Regions from separate parts of the Sus scrofa genome. Here region 2 is linked to region 1. Evidence: chromatin contacts called from public Hi-C data. All regions are on one chromosome and are shown on one strand. The core of a region is the stretch at or near the end of the contact, and the rest is flanking DNA. Distances in the headings are between cores, read along the strand shown. Region 1 overlaps AUH (methylglutaconyl-CoA hydratase, mitochondrial). Region 2 holds the start of AUH (methylglutaconyl-CoA hydratase, mitochondrial).

What was found. Hi-C and Micro-C count contacts between places; a contact is called where the count stands out from the background.
Region 2: a contact with region 1 is called in a Hi-C map of skeletal muscle, with 3 times the contacts expected there. The contact joins the promoter of AUH here to the enhancer-like site in region 1. A contact is called at or near these places in 1 of 5 promoter capture datasets (liver), 5 of 47 Hi-C or Micro-C datasets (heart right ventricle, liver and skeletal muscle) and 2 of 2 datasets of contacts at active chromatin or transcription factors (alveolar macrophages and skeletal muscle).

Annotation. Positions count from the first base shown.
Region 1 is chr14:2,477,459-2,480,158 of Sscrofa11.1, forward strand. The region is part of intron 4 of AUH (methylglutaconyl-CoA hydratase, mitochondrial); the gene reads right to left. Among named protein-coding and RNA genes, the nearest start is that of AUH, 68 kb to the right of the region's middle. Within about 2 kb of position 1,368, at least 20 of the 83 cell types and tissues checked have an H3K27ac peak or open chromatin away from gene starts, as enhancers often do. A contact at or near this core is called in skeletal muscle, where this site is marked.
Region 2 is chr14:2,545,026-2,547,725 of Sscrofa11.1, forward strand. AUH (methylglutaconyl-CoA hydratase, mitochondrial) reads right to left here and starts at 1,304. Exons shown (of 8, transcript XM_013990241.2): 1 at 1,004-1,304. The coding sequence starts at 1,262.

The DNA of each region.
Region 1 (2,700 bases), core at 118-2,617:
AAGTTCCCAGGCCAGGGGTCAAATTGGAACTGCAGCTGCCGGCCTACGCCAGAGCCAAAGCAACTTGGGATCTAAGCCATGTCTGTGACCTACACCACAGCTCACAGCAACATCGGATCCTGAACCCACTGAGCAAGGCCAGGGATCCAAGTTGTCAGATAAAAAGGAGAGCATTTCAGAAAAAGGAACAAATCCTCATGGATACTAGTCGGGTTCACAACCCACTGAGCCACAACAGGAACTCCCGACCCTTTATGTTAAAATGCAAACTCCCAACTCTCCTCAAACCCCTTCCCCTTTTTCTACAGCATTTTGCACTTCTGCCATAATTCACAACTTATTATTTGCACATCTACTGTCGCTGTGCTAGAACATCAGCTGCACAGCACTAGTGATCGTTCCTTGTTTGTTTCCAGCTATATAACTAGTGTCTACACCAGTGCATGGCTCAATGAGTATTTGTTAAGAGAATAAATATGCCTGGAACACAGTGTGTGAGCAAAGGGAGCATCAATAGGAGAGAAGGTTAGAGAAGTGCTGGGGACCCACACTGCAGGTCTTATAAACTGAGGATTATAGCCAACAGAATCCATAGCATCTTCTCAAACTCACGATTCCCAGTTCAAGCTGCCTTATTCCTGTTTGATTTCAACAACTTTATAACAGCAGTTAGGATACTCGTACACATGTTTAACTCTCCTACCAGATTTTAGATGGATACTCCAAGGGGACTGACTCTGCTGAGTCATCTATGTCTATATTTTTATCTATTTCCTCTAGAGCAGCTAACATATGGCCTGTGAACAAATAACTTCCAAAACACCCTAATTAGTCAAAATGAAGTAAAGGGTCACTGAATACATTTTAAAGTACAAAGAAATAAGACTGCAGTGCATGAGGTGTGTTCATGAATGTACTAGACTTGAAAGCAGAATGAGTGCTGGCCTTTAGAGGTCACTTAGGAGTCAGCCCATTAAAGCCAGCAGGGCTGTCTACAGCTCCTAACACTGGTAAATGTTTGACATTATACAAGCCTCTTAAGAAAAGCAGTCTTATTTTTGTTGTTATACTTCTCTTCTGCCTAAAATAGTATGACCTTATTAATCAGATTTGGCACAGAAAGGTCCTTTGCTATTTATGAAAATCAAATTCACCCTCACAGGATAAAGATGAGTCACGGCTGAAGATATGCAAAAGAATAAGCTCAGATTCTGATATAAATTCTACGAAGATTTCAACAAAGGTTATAAACAAAACTTTCCAAAATGACTACTGTGTTCAGGACAACACAAACACACAGGATGTAAAAATCTGTCATTACTTCATAGACACACCTTAAAATAGAGTTCCTGGACGCCATGCCAAGAGACGGCCTGATTGCTAAAGCCAGCCCACAGCGAGACAGGCAGCGACGTCCCAAACCCTCACCCTGTGGAGGAGAAACAGACAGAAAGGGGACTCTTGTTCTGGCCCCTCGAAACCTGAGCGCTCTTATTTCTTTCTCCCTCCCCCCCGCCCCCTCCTTCCTTCCTTTCTTTTTTTCTAATAGAAAATAAAACAAAAACTCATCTTCTTTCTTTCTGTTTTAATTCGGGTAAGAGTCAATAGCAATAATTATTATTAAAGATTCTTTTCCTGAAAACTTTCCAAGAGAATACTAAAAGTACACCCACAGTTTAGTCCCCACCTTAACCAAGTAATCAAAGTTATCACCCAAAGTAGGACAACCTAACATTAAGTGTCACCCAATGAAATGAAAATGAAATATAGGGCATGTGGCCCATTTTGTACTTTTGGATAATTTTTTTAACCTAAACCTAAACATGAGGAAATATTTCAGTCAAATCCGGAATGTGCAAATCTCAATAAGATAATCTGCCTGAATTATTTTTTAAAAGATTAGTTTTATTTAAAGAGAGAAAGAGATGGAGAACCTACCTAGATTAAAAAAAATACTACAGATAAGCAAATGCAATGGGTGACATTTAACTGAATCCTGAATTGGCAAAACAAAATAAACAAACAAACCAAAAAACAACTACAAACAACACTTTGAACCTGGGGTAATCAGAATATTAATACTAATGTTAATATTGTCAGGTGTTATAATAGTGTTGTTATATAAGAGTCCTTTGTTTTTCTCCTGAAAAGCATGCTAAGCTATTTAAAGGTTCACCTTGTTCTTTTGAAATGGCTCAGCAAGAAAAAGTGGATGTGCATATGAGAGAGGGAGACACAGAGTGGAAGGAGAGGGGCACGGGGAGGGGCAGATCTTGGCAGAGGGTATAAAGAGGCTTATTTTACTGCCTTTCACATTTCCTGAAGTCTGAATACTCCACAATAAAAAGCAGGGGACTAAAAGAGAGCCAAAGACCGGTGGAAATACTAGACATCTTGTCCACAGTGATGTATGCCCAAGCCTTAACTGTTATCTTTGTTAAAATAAGGTTTCTTGACACATACCCCAAATCCTTAAGTAGTAGATACAAGAAACAGAGGTCAGGAATGAGACTGCCACCATTCTCTGTTCAAACTTGTAGTTTCCTAAATTGTCAGATAAAAGCATCCTAATTCTCTGAATTTGTTTTATTCAGTTCTTATAAATATGTTAAAGGGTGACAACTGTTTGGGGAGCTATTTCCAAAAAAATTTTAGTATCTAAACTGGAGCATTCTCCCAAGAGGGAAGAAGATAGGAAGT
Region 2 (2,700 bases), core at 54-2,553, 68 kb after region 1:
ATAGTGGAAGCAGAGCAAGTTTGCCTAGGAACCCTCATTAACGTCAAATTCCACTGCAAGAAATCCTAATGACTCCCCATGGACTCCACCAATCTCCCCAAATACAGCTGGGCGTATTACTGCCCTTTGCTCTCAACAAGGCTTTAAATTAGCATAGCCTTTTAACCACCAGCATCTTCCTCGCTAAACTGGTAGCTGCTTAAAGACAGCAAACATGACTTAACTCCTTTTGCACTTTCGCTTAACAGATTATAGGTGCTCAATAACTGCGTGTTAGAATTAAATAACTGCTCTTCTGGTAAACTGCTATTTCCACCTTTCATGATCCATTTAGCTTTTCCCAACGAGGCAAGCCAAAGATAGTGAGCTTCTACAGTAATTCCACCGAAAGGCACACACCCACAATCTTACTCCCACCGCATTGTATTGCTAATGAGTCTGTCTCCTCCCACTGAAGGTAGCTCAAGGGCAAGATCAATACGACTACAATTGTGTTCCCTTAGCAAGTCGCTTGGAAGAACATGACAAGGCTCAAAACTGTTTAACTAAAGTGAAACAGACCACAAAACTAACCAGATAAAATGGACAAAGGGAAAAACTGCTCCAGATGAACAGCTTTAAATTTAAATATGTTCAGCATAATAAAGTGCACTCTCACTGCAGCTTCTAAAACTATCCCTCTGATATCTGAGTTGACAGAAAGCCATTACAGAGCAAGAACAAAATCTGGAAGCAAATATCACACACCCGGTTTATTGACCTTGGCTCGTCTAGAGTTGAGGGCGTAAACTGCGTTTCTGTCTTCGGCGCTGAGTAGGGCCGCTTTTACAGGTTAGCTGCTCCGTAGGACACCTTTAAGCGTGGAGAGCACTAAATAGCTGCAATGCTTCGATGGGGGAGGGGAAGGCCCCCCAGGCCTCTCGGCGGACAAGGACGTCAGCCCGGACACTCGACCTTGCGACCCCTTCCTAGGACCGGCGTCAGCCCGCGTCGCGCCCCTCACCTCGGTTCTCCTCCTCCAGATATCGCACCCGCAGCTCGTCCTCCGTCTTCGCCTCAGAGCTGTAGCCCCTTCGCCAGGCCGCACCCCCGGCCGCGGGCGTCCAGCCCCGAGCCCAGATGGCCGGCCCTACCGGCAGGCCGGTCCAGGAGCCAGGGAGCCTCCACCCGGGGCCGATCCCCGCACAGTAAGCAGCCACCAAGCGGGCGCGGCCTGCCCGCAGGGTACCTAAGGCCCCAGGTACCCCCGCTGCCGCCGCCATGTTCTCTGTTTACGGCGTGGGCCTGCGGTCGCTGCACGCCGCAGGGCACGCCCAGGCCCCGCCCCCGCGTCGCCCCTCCCTGGCCCCGCCCCCGAGGGCTCGCCCCGCCCAACACCGAGGACCTCGTTCCAGATCCTCCTTGCACAGGCCTCCCTTGCCTGACACAGAGTGTAATGCTTTGTCCAGCAAAGGCAGGGTGAAGTAATTCTCCAAGACTGCGCAATGTTTTAGGGTAGAACACATTCTATAAGAACGCCCCGAAGAGAGTCGCCTCCCTACATTCCCTGGGCTATGCCCTCGGGTCATGTGTTCCCTGCAAAAGTGAACTAAGGTTTGGCTGACAGGATGGCAGCTCTGCGAGGGGATCCTGTTTATAACCGGTGTACTCGGTAAGTGTACTTACTCATGCATATAAGAGCCGTGAATTATCAGTTAAAGGTGCCTGTAAACATATGTGATCCTCACCATACGGAGTTCAGGAATGGCTGGAAAACAGTCAAAGAACACAGGGGTCCTTAGCCCGCCATCTCAGGCAGGTGGCACGGCCTTTCCTGAACAGTTTTAAAACTGTGAAGGGAGTTCCCGTCGTGGCGCAGTGGTTAACGAAGCCGACTGGGAACCATGAGGTTGCGGGTTCGGTCCCTGCCCTTGCTCAGTGGGTTGACGATCCGGCGTTGCCGTGAGCTGTGGTGTAGGTTGCAGACGCGGCTCGGATCCCGCGTTGCTGTGGCTCTGGCGTAGGCCGGTGGCTACAGCTCCGATTCGACCCCTGGCCTGGGAACCTCCATGTGCCGCGGGAGCGGCCCAAGAAATAGCAACAATAACAACAACAACAACAACAACAAAAGAGACAAAAAGGCAAAAAAAAAAACAAAAAAACTGTGAAGGTCATCAAAAGTAAGTCTGAGAAACTGTCACAACCAAGAGAAACCTAAATGGCAGCTAAATGTAATGTGCGATCATGGCTTGGATCCTGCAACAGAAAGTGGAACTTAGGCAAAAATGAAGGGAATCCAAATATAGACTTTAGTTCATAACATGTCATTACAGGTTCATAGATTGTAGCAAAGGTACCATATTAATGTAGGAGAGGCTAGGGGTGAGGTTCTACTGGAACCCTGTACTGTGTTCTCACATCTTCTGTAAGTCTAAAAACGGTTATAAGAAATGTTTAGTTATTAGTGCAAAATAAATGATAGATGCCCCAGTTCACGTGGACCCTAATTCAAATCCAGTGAGTCTGTGCTGCCCTGGACTGAGCTGGAAGCCTGCCCTGGACAACTAGTTATTGACACTTCTGGAAGACCTCCAAGCCTCTCACCCAGCCTTCTCCTCCAAGCCACCTGTTTGCCTTCCTCTGCCCCTCATATCCTTTGATGTTCCCTTCCCAGACCCAGGGAAAGCTTGAATGGTGCCTTCCCCACGAGGCCCTAAATCT